2 separate regions of the Gossypium arboreum genome follow, and region 2 is linked to region 1. A link is a contact called in public Hi-C data. All regions are on one chromosome and are shown on one strand. The core of a region is the stretch at or near the end of the contact, and the rest is flanking DNA. Distances in the headings are between cores, read along the strand shown.

Region 1 (5,507 bases), core at 1,626-4,125:
AAATGGAAAAAGTGGGACGACAGGTTAGCAGAGAGGTTTTAAGAGATATTATTTAAAAAAAATAAAATCTAACCAAATTATTATCCTATAAAGTAGCTAGGAATTCATATTCAACCCAGACTCCTCCACTTAGACAGCACAACTAGCAGGAACTAAAATTAATTCAACTTTGGCAACAATAGGATTTGAACTAGGGACCGAAGGGTAAGTTAAAACCTTGCCACTAATGAGTAGGCTCATTTTTGCCAACAAACTAACAAGAATAGATTATGAGTTACACAGAAAGAGCTAGAACAAGGAATAAGAATAATACAGAATTTTCAAAGGAATAGGTTTGAACACCAGACCTCACACACACCAACACAACACTAAACCACTGAACCAAATTAATTCACTTAGCAATTTCTCAACATTTATTTTTAAACAAGACATGACCTCTCTCTCGATTCACTAACCCAATTTCTACTAACCTAATTTTAGGGATGCGACATCTAAAGCACGCTCGACCACACCACAATGAAGTGTTACCAATCAACACCACAGAACAAGATGATAATGAGAATCAAGAAGGCAAGGAATGAAAACTAAAGAGTAATCTTTAAGAAAACAAAGGAAATCAACACAACCATTGCTTTACTATAACAAAAGAAAAGAATTAAAAAGAGGGAAAACAAACATGAGATGGAAAGGGGAACAAACTTAGGATGACAAAAGATGAGAGAGGGAGAGAGTGGGACGGTTGAGGGAGTGTTTTGGAGAGAAAAATTCTCCAAAAAGAATATATTATTATTTTTTAAAACCAACCACTAAATTTGTTAGTTATCCTTATCAGATTTCCCAGAATCCAAATTCAACCTATTTTCAAACACATGGGCAGCACAAGGGAATAGCAAAAATAATTTCGCTTTGCACGCACAGGATTCAAGCACAAGACCTTTAGTTAAGCTAAGGCCTTACCACTAAACCAAAAAACTCAATCTTATTAATATATGAGAGAAAATAATAGATAAGCTAGATATTCAAATTCAGGGGTTGGAACAAAAATAATAAAAAATCAAGGGAAATGATTGGAACAAACAAGACCCTAAGCACAGACACAAAACTCTTATCCACTAGAACAAATTAATCACTTGATATAACTCTTACTACAATTATTTAAAAACAAAGAGTGACCATTCTAGGCTTACTAACCCAATTTCTACTAACTCGATAGGGATCAACACAGTAAGGGGACTACTTTCTGGCTCTTGGCCCTAGAACGGATGAATCGGCCTTCTTTAACACCGCCCCCTCTCCTCCTTCTCTACTTCAATTGATACTGTGTATCAACAATTATATTATATACAATTAGCATTATATAATTAAGGTAGATTAGTAACGATATGTAACCCTATACAACTATATTATTATAATGCATATTGTTTCATTAATGATCTTAAACCCTAAGTTCAAATCTTGTTTTGGGCCCCAAAATTTAATATTGCAATTCTTAATTTTTTCGAACAATAATAATACATGCTCTAGATTCATTTATACACAAATAAAATGAACTAAATAATTAAATTAATATCATAATCCTCCACAAGACTATTTATAAAATCATTTTAAGTTAAATTATTAGGTTGATAAATCATTCAAAGCTATTAAAAGGAAAGCTAATACTTAAATTGTTCATATACCTAATGTTTGCTGTATCATTTTTTAATTAGTTTAATTGGTTTCTAGCTTTAATTATTTACACTTAATGATTTATTTGACCCTTCAACTTTGTAAAAAAGTCATTTTAACCCTCCATTTACTTTTTTACCTCTTTTAGCCCTTAAACTTATGCTGTTTGTCAAATCACCCTAAAATGGATGGAAAAGTAAACATTTGTTAACTTTGCTAATGTTGCATACACATGGATGCCACGTTAGCAATTAATTATTTTTAAAGAAATTACAAAATTAAAAATATTAAAAGTATTAAAATTTTTAAAAGTATAAAATCATAAAAAAATTTTAAATTTTTTAATTTTTTAAAATTAATTAGTTGCTAACATGGAATACACATAGATGTCATGTCAAGAAAGTTAAGAAAGTTTAATTTTTCCATTCATTTTGGGGTGATTTGACAAAAAATACAAGTTTAATGGCTAAAAGAGGTAAACAATGAATGGCTAAAATGATTTTTTTATAAAGTTAGAAGACTAAATAAATCATTATGTCAATTTTATAACCGAGTAATTGTAATCTTCCATATAATGGAATAAATTGATACCTATTAAATATATATAATTGACAACCTTTGAATAATTGTTTCTTTTATAAATAAAATATTATAAAGTTTAATAAACTATTTTCTAAAATTAAAATTATACTAATTATTATATTTAAAAATGATCTACTTACTCTAATATAAAACTATACTTTTATAACTTTTTTATGAAATATTTTCATAACTTTAACTTTTTATATGATCGTATCTAATTTTAATAATAATAATAATAATAATATTCTATATTCTATTACAACTATTCTTTTAAACATATATATTTTTGGTTTGATTTGAATACAACGAGTTTTATATGAAAAAATTGAATTTAAATTCGAATGTATGATGTGGGTGACAACCTCAATCCAAAACCAAACTGGACAGAATACATAGATTTAAATCAAATTTTCAATTTTCTGGATTTCTTTGTTCAACCTGGCATAATACCTCATAATTGTTTTTTTGATGAGGACAATAGCTTATTTGGAAGAGAGTGCGTATATAACAGGTAAGGCTTTGCTCAATTAAAACAAATAATGATCACAGTTGAAGATGAAGACCCTTGTGGAAGAACTTAATTAATTATTTATACCATAATAATTTCAAACTCCATCGCCACCAACCACTTGTCTCTCTCTCCTTTTCACAACTCTCATTCTCTCACTATATAGCCCCTGGATAATGGAAATGTGTTTAGTTTCAATTCCTTTCTTTTTCTTCTACTTTCCCTTTGCCTTACTTACCACTGAAAACAATGAAGGAGTCCAAACATGAGGCTTTCACACTCTCTTTCACCCTGCTTCTCATGCTGCTGGGTTTGGCATCCAGTGATGTGAACCAAGACAAAGCGGAATGCACTGATCAGCTAGTCGGGCTTGCTCCATGTCTTCCATACGTTGGTGGACAGGCCAAAGCCCCCACCATGGATTGTTGCGGTGGGCTGAAACAAGTGTTGGTTAAGAGCAAGAAATGCCTGTGTGTGTTGATTAAAGATAGAGATGACCCCAGTCTTGGCCTCAACATCAATGCTAGTCTTGCTGCAACCCTCCCTCACACTTGTCATGACACTGTTAACATTACGGAATGCATCTGTAACTAAAACCTCTTCCACTCTATGCTATTGCATTTCATAACCTTTGCTTCTCCCTCATTTTCTGTTTTCTTTTTCTTTTTTTTTTTCTTGATTTCAGCCCTTCTGCACTTGGCACCCAACTCCCAGGAAGCTAAGTTATTCCAAGGATATCAAAAGCTGACAGAGAAGCATTCCACATCCCCACCTGCGAGTGGTAACATATACCTCATCTCTCTTTACTATTACCACATACCATCTCATTCTCATTTTTTATGATTTCCGAACATCTCCAAATATATATATTAAAAAAAAAACTTAGAAAAAACCATATAGGACACATATTCATGTTCAACACAGTGATACAGATAAATATATCTATGTACGTAGGTAACTCCACAAGCAGTGCTGCAGAGAAGAGTGATGGAGGAATGGGAAAGAAGCGCGTGGGAGTAGTAGAGATAGCTGTCGGATTTTCACTATGGGTTTTCCACATACACCAAAACTCTGTTGTGTGAATGATAGAAGTTTACACGCAGCTGCGGCTATGTTTGTTATATCCATAATTTAAGAGTTTGGACCAGGATCCAGTTATGTTTTTATCTTAAATTCCTTTTTAGTTTGTCTTTGATTTTTTTTTTTGCAATTATATATTCTTATATTTAATGTGTTGATATTCATGGTGAGTAAGCACATCATTTTATGATATGAAAAAGTTTTTTGGTTTGCACTTTTTAACTTTTATTTGAACAGAGGTTGAGAGAGAACAAAAATGGTAGAAGATTATTTTATTTCAACTTCTATTATAACAGAGAATGGAACAGAAATCACGATTCACAAATCTTACACCTGCAGGTTGAACCTATATTATTATAAATTACTTCAACAAAATATCTCACAATATAATGAATAAAACTTTCCAAGAAATACCTAAAAAGAGTGTCATATATAATAGGAAAATAAAGCACAAAAAGCTGATCAAAGACATTCCAAAACTGCACTCCAAGTGACATCACGTTGTTGCCTATTTATAAGTTCATTTTGTTGTTCATCCAACCAATTTTGATAAGCATCTATCATTGTTGAGTATGATTCCTATTTTAGTTAAATTTGAAAAATAATCTTTCAGTTAAATTTTGTTTATTTATTTCAATCAAATTTTGATTAGTCTAAATTATTTTATTATTATTTGACCTATGAATTTAGCCTATAAATAGTTTTTTTTATAACCTTAAAAAACACACCCGTTAGATATTAGAACTCAAAACACTTTTAGAGAATTTTGTGTTTATGCCTTGAGGGTTCTTTGTTTTTTTGGGTTTCGGGGTTTAATTTTTATCTCCATCTTTGTACTCTTCGTTCTTTTATCATTATAGTAAAATTATCTTTGTCCATGGGCTTTTATCCTCTTTGAAGAGGTTTTTTCACGTTAAATTTGTATGTTCAATTTCTCAATTTCTTTCACTATTTTTGCTTGTTCGCTGCTTAATCGAGTCAATCCTTAACAACTGGTATCAGAGCTAATTTAATTTTCGTAAATTAGTCCGTTCAGAGATGGCAACAACAAAGTTTGACATTGAGAAGTTCGATGGTGTCACAAATTTCAATTTGTGGCAAGTTTGGATGATGGCAATTTTAGTTCAAACTAACTTGAAAAAGGTCGTTATTGGGAAAAAGCTCAAGAATCTAAATCAATCAGAATGGGAAGAGCTTGATGAAAAGGCCTTGTCTACAATCCAGTTCTGCCTTGTGAATAGGGTATTGCAAGAGGTATTGATGGAGAAGACCTTATCCGCCTTGTGGAAAAGGTTAGAAACTCTTTATGGGACTAAGTCTCTGGCTAACCGTTAGGGTTGAAACAATATTTATTTACGTTTCGCATGAACGAATGTGAGCTTCTTAGAGAACACATCAGTCAATTCATTACCCTTTTAAATGATTTAAATAACATTGAGGTCCAGATTGACAATAAAGATCAGGCTATGCTATTATAATGTTCTTTACCCCCTTCATACAAGTTTTTCAGGGATACCCTGATTTTTGACAGAGACAAACTCTCGTTCGAGGATATGAAGGGTCATTTTTTGAGTAAAGACAAACTCGAAAATGAGTTTGGTTCGGATAGCAAGGCAGATAGACAAGCTTTTGTTTTGGTAGCATCAAAGAAGCAAGACTAAAGGTGTCG
Region 2 (5,507 bases), core at 811-3,310, 100 kb before region 1:
TTACCACAGAGCATCTTATGCTATACAAACGTCTCTCTAGGACTGCTCAAACAGTTTAATTAACTTATCCTCCTAACTTATTTTGTGATAAGTTAAAACCATTTGATGATTAAGTAGTGACAATGAGTTCATCATGTCACGACGAGTTTAAGTTAGAATGTGATGTCGCGACGTGAAACCTACATTGCAATGTTGATATGAAAATTTTAAACTATTTTACATTTTAGTCTCTAATCAACCTTAGACCATTTAGAGAATTGCAATAAGCTTGTATAAAAACTCGAAATGAATTTGAGATGTGTAAGATGGTGTAATGATCATAAGCTTTAAATGAATTGAATTTGATTATTGTTGGTATGACATCTAATGTAACATTTCGATACCGTGATGCAACAATCAAGTCGGGCATGTGAGTGTTACAGACCTTGATCCTAAAAATTTATCTAATAAATTTGACGTTAGAACCATTTGATGCTTGCTATAGAGGTAAAACACCTATTACAAGTTATAGAACTCTGTAGATAGTATGATTCAAATTGTTACTTCATCCTTAATGTCAAACATTTGTGACTTGCACAAGCAAGAGGTGTTTGAGTTCTCTAAAATAAGTTTCTGGTTTTTATTTTCATGATTTATTTCTTTTTGCTTCCTGAAATTTCCATTTAGTAGTGTTATCTAACTATTTAATCTTACAATAAATTACAGGGATGTTTTGGAACTCACGGAGGCTATTAAAAGTAAAGATCGAGAGTCAGAGACATATATTTCTGAAATTGAGGTTTGTCTAAAATTCCTTCTTAGGGAGAAAGAAGTATATATTCAGTTTTGGTTCCTGCCACCTTTCTCTTGTATTCACTGAATTGCTAGAGCTGCCTTTCCTTGGGTACTACTCTCGTCATTTAGTGCCTCTTTGTTGTCTGCATGATGAGAGAATTCTTTTTTTTTTTTCCAGACCATTGGCCAGGCTTATGAAGATATGCAGACACAGAACCAGCATCTGTTGCAGCAGATGACTGAGAGAGATGACTACAATATTAAGGTCCAATGCATATTATATACCTTGATATTTTAACTTTATTCTTGCTTTCTGTATATATTGATAGTTAAGTAGAAAAATTTATCTGGTCTTGGTGCTTGGGAAATTTCTGTAATTGTGATGGCATTAAATGCAGCTTGTCTCTGAGAGTGTAAAGACAAAACAAGCACATAGTTTCTTGCTTTCTGAAAAGCAGGCATTAGCAAGGCAACTTAAGCAGGTCAATTCATCAATCGAGTCCGTGAAAATGAGGATTGGTCAGAGCGAGGAGCAGGTAAATAGTTGTGTGCTGCTAAAACTCGTTCCAGAAAATTGACCTTCTAAATATATTTACGTGTATTTATTTATTTATCAATTTGTAGCTTTTTTGACCAACCTATAATTTAAACCTTGCAGATAAAAGTTTGTCTGACAGATGCTGTTAAATTCACTCAAGAGGATAGACATTTTATGATTAGCCTTGAAACTGCGAAGTGGGAGTTGGCCGATGCTGAGAAGGAGTTCAAGTGGCTTAAATCTGCTGCAGCATCTTCTGAGAAGGACTATGAGCAGCTCCAACGAAAGGTGGATGAGTTCCAAATGAAGTTGGATAAGGAACAGTGAGTTTTCTTTTCTGTTTTTGGTGGATTTCCCAGGCCTATGTTTTTTTCTTGCTCAGCTGTACTGTCTTTCGGTGGAATTAGAAGATAAAAGATCATATATGTATGTTATGCGAATCCAAAAGCATTGCTTTTCTCCTATGTTAGACTCAGTGGTGAATGTTGGATATTAGCACGTCCATCATGGGCAAGTGTTTTTTTTTCATGTATTTGGATGATCTTTGGAGGTTACATGACTATGTCCATGTATAGGATATGAGTGTCAGTCGCAGGCACCTTAACAGAAATGAAGTGTTGGAGCAACATAGCTCTACTCTTTATTGCCTATGACAGTATAATGTGTGCTGGAATTAGCTGCAAAGATAGTGAGGGACAGGCTGTTATCATGGTCAACAGTTGCTACAATAACAATGCTTTAATCTACGCCTATGCTGCATTTATTCTGGAACATTTCAGCTTAGCACTTTAGATTATAATTTTTGCCCCTTAGGACTTTAGACATGTTTCCTTGCCAAGAAAATACCTTTTCTTCGTGTTTAAGTTAAATTAAATTATTTAGCTTTCCTTCAAAAATTAAATCTGTCCTCTGTTGAAATGTGGTTTCTCTACACCCAGAAGTCAGAGGAAGAAGCTTGAGGAAGAGCTTGACGAACTGAATAGCAAGGTTGCTGAGTTGAGTTCTGAAACTGGAGAGACTGCAATACAGAAGCTTCAGGATGAGATTAAAAATTGCAAGAATATTCTCAAATGTGGTGTGTGTTTTGACCGGCCAAAAGAGGTGAGTTATGCTGACCTGTTTTTCTCTCACAATATGTACTCGTATGTTTAAATTTCCTCAACCTCTTATTGGACTGATGGATGTGTTGGCTTGTCATATTTGGCAGGTAGTAATTGTTAAGTGCTATCACCTATTTTGCAATCCATGTATACAGAGAAATTTAGAGATACGGCATCGAAAGTGCCCCGGCTGTGGAACTGCATTTGGTCAGAATGATGTTCGGTTTGTGAAAATATGAAAAAGAGTGTTCCATGGCTTTTGTATTTCAATCTTTGATTTAGGTTAGTCAAGAGTTAGCATCTTGAAACCCCAACTTGATAGTTATAGAAATAATGTTTTTCTTTTTTCTTTTTCATATGTAATTATTTGATGGGCAGGGCATGGCATGTATGCCAATTGTAAATGGAAATCAAACTAGGTAAATCATCACATCATCTTCAGGAATTTGTCCCTTTTGATCAGTGTTTGGAAACCAGACCGGCTGGTCGGTTGCATCGGTTGGACCGTGATCTAGTGGGTCTGGTCACCCTCATCAGACCGGAAATTCTTTGAGCCGTAGTATAACCAGTCAAACCGGGTTAAAAACCTAGTTAAACCGGTATTTGATTACTTGAATTTTTTACTTTTGTTTCAGATTTCTTTTCCATTTTTTAACATGATTAAGCAAAGCTTTTTAACATATCAAATAAAAGAGAAAAAAAGGTGGAAGATGGAAAAAATATAAAATAGAAAAAAGCAATTGCCTCGGTCAAAATTGTATTGTAGAAGGGGCAAAGTAGAGATAAAAGAAGTCAGTTATGTAATGGAAGAGAATTCGAGAGGGAGCTTATGAAAAAAATTGAGGGAACACGAAGTACGGCACAGGGCAGCATGAGACGGAAGAAGCATGTCATTGTGGTATATAGGGTAAGGTTTTCAAATTTGTTTTATGGGTTGGTCCTATAACACGCAATTAGAGGTGTTTATAGTGGATTGAGTCGGGTTTAAATATGATATTAGCATATTTTATGCGATTAAATTACCAAATAAAGTCATTTTCTTTAAAATACAAAAATAGGCTGATTTTTTGGAAAGTTACAGGAATGGGCCGTTTTTGATAAAATGTTCTAGATCCTCTATATCTATATATAAACACTGATTTATCAAGAATATGCAAGAAAAGCACTTTGAATTATTGATTCATCGCCAAAGATGATTTAGAACCAATAGTTCATTACCTAATAGATTTTTTGCGTTCTAATATTCCATCCGAGAGTTATCAGTATTTATTAAATCTATTTCTATCTAATAGAAAGATATGTGGTCATGAAATAGGGATTAAGTGCAAATGAAATAGAAATAGATAAATAATACAAAAAATAATATTATAATATATTATAAATAAAATAATATAAATAAATTAATAAAATATATAAATAAATTCTAATACTAATATATATTTAGAATAGATAAATATATAATAGAATTAATATTCTATCATCTAATATAAATTATATATTATATATTGTTCACTAATAATAGTGGAATTACTGGCGCAGAGTTAAAAAGAAAAGGGAATTGTGACACGCCACCGTTGATGAATCACTTCAATAAATCCGCTTATAACAAGCTCTTATATGATTTCGAGTAAAATCGAAAACTATTAAGCACAAGCAAAATGCGCAGTAACACTTTTGGAAGTATCAAAAGAATGTTACATGTATCAATAAGACTTATTCTTTTTTTTGGTGTCCCTCATTAAGTAAAAGCTAATTATCTATCAAATCTAATATTAATTGGATGGCTGAACACTCAGAGACTTTCATCCGTCTGTATACAAAGTATCTTCCAACCCTTCTACAACCATTCATTAGTTAATTAGACACTCCCGTTATCCAATCTAATTCAAGACTTCTCTAGTAGCCACTTCATTAGTAAGGGGCTCCCATGTCAAGATTTACTGATTCCCTTCCACTACTTTAATTTTTCCCTTTTAGATGCGCGCGGTTCCAAGTTAATGCCCGATAAAAAGGATTTCGATTAAGTTTTCCTTGTGATGGTCCGGGGCGAGGGGGTACTCGTGATATTTCGGCGTGGGACGCATTTTATTTGGCAGTTTTCTAGATGTTAAATTCCATTGGATAGGTTACTTTTTATTGACATTGGCAGGGCAATGTCTCACAGTTTAATGAATCTTCCACTTATTTGATGGGATGGTTAAAAGATTATCTATGGTTAAACTCTTCACAACTTATCAATGGGTATAATCCATTTGGTATGAATAGTTTATTAGTCAAAGCGTGGATGTTCTTATTTGGACATCTTGTTTGGCTACCGGATTTATGTTCTTAATTTCTTGGCGCAGATATTGGCAAGAATTGATTGAAACTTTAGCATGGGCTTATGATCGCACACCTTTAGCTAATTTGATTCGATGGAGAGATAAACCAGTGGCTCTTTCTATTGTACAGACAAGATTGGTTGGATTAGCCCACTTTTCTGTAGGTTATATATTTACTTATGCGGCTTTCTTGATTGCCTCTACATCGGGCAAATTTGGTTAATTCCTTATGTTATGCACTGTATCTGCGATAATATCATCTCTTTCGATGGAGAAGGGGGGAGTTGTTCTTAGGGAAAACTCAGAAAAGCGCTTCCAATTGGAAGCATTTTTTTTCGTGTTTTTTATTAGGGTTTTTTTTTATAAAATTTAGGGGTTTTAGGGTTTATTGATTTAGGTTTTAGGATGTTTAGGCTTTTTAGGATTTAAGGTTTTAAATTGATAAACATTTTAACCTAATAATTGAATTCGATATTCAAAATATTCATACTTACACCAATCGTATATTATTTTTTATTAAAGATCGAAACTCGGAGTACTGAAAAAATATTTTTGACAAGATGGGTTCTGAAAAAATATCCTTGGGAATCTTGGGATATCTAAAACGTTTTTGAAAAAATGCCCTGTATAGTGGGGGATAAAATTTGTAGAGAAAAAACATTCCAAGCAAGACGCACTGTTAACAAAAGCTGGAAGCGTTTTCAGTACTTTTGCTGACAGTGCATTCTGCTTGGAGCGTTTTTTCTGTACAAATTTCAACCCCTACTATCCGGG

What was found. A called contact is a pair of places that touch in the nucleus more often than the background predicts.
Region 2: a contact with region 1 is called in a Hi-C map of leaf, with 2.1 times the contacts expected there. The contact joins the enhancer-like site here to the promoter of LOC108480881 in region 1. A contact is called at or near these places in 2 of 5 Hi-C or Micro-C datasets (both in leaf).

Annotation. Positions count from the first base shown.
Region 1 is chr8:120,613,534-120,619,040 of ASM2569848v2, reverse strand. It overlaps LOC108480881 (non-specific lipid transfer protein GPI-anchored 6-like), which reads left to right and starts at 2,875. Exons shown (of 3, transcript XM_017784007.2): 1 at 2,875-3,344; 2 at 3,444-3,539; 3 at 3,713-4,052. The coding sequence starts at 3,008. The coding sequence ends at 3,840.
Region 2 is chr8:120,713,759-120,719,265 of ASM2569848v2, reverse strand. It overlaps LOC108486323 (E3 ubiquitin-protein ligase BRE1-like 2), which reads left to right. Exons shown (of 20, transcript XM_053031758.1): 15 at 706-778; 16 at 953-1,039; 17 at 1,173-1,310; 18 at 1,433-1,635; 19 at 2,251-2,413; 20 at 2,520-2,857. The coding sequence ends at 2,651. It also overlaps the pseudogene LOC128296646. Among protein-coding and RNA genes, the nearest start is that of LOC108486323, 11 kb to the left of the region's middle. Within about 2 kb of position 2,060, at least 1 of the 2 cell types and tissues checked has an H3K27ac peak or open chromatin away from gene starts, as enhancers often do. A contact at or near this core is called in leaf, where this site is marked.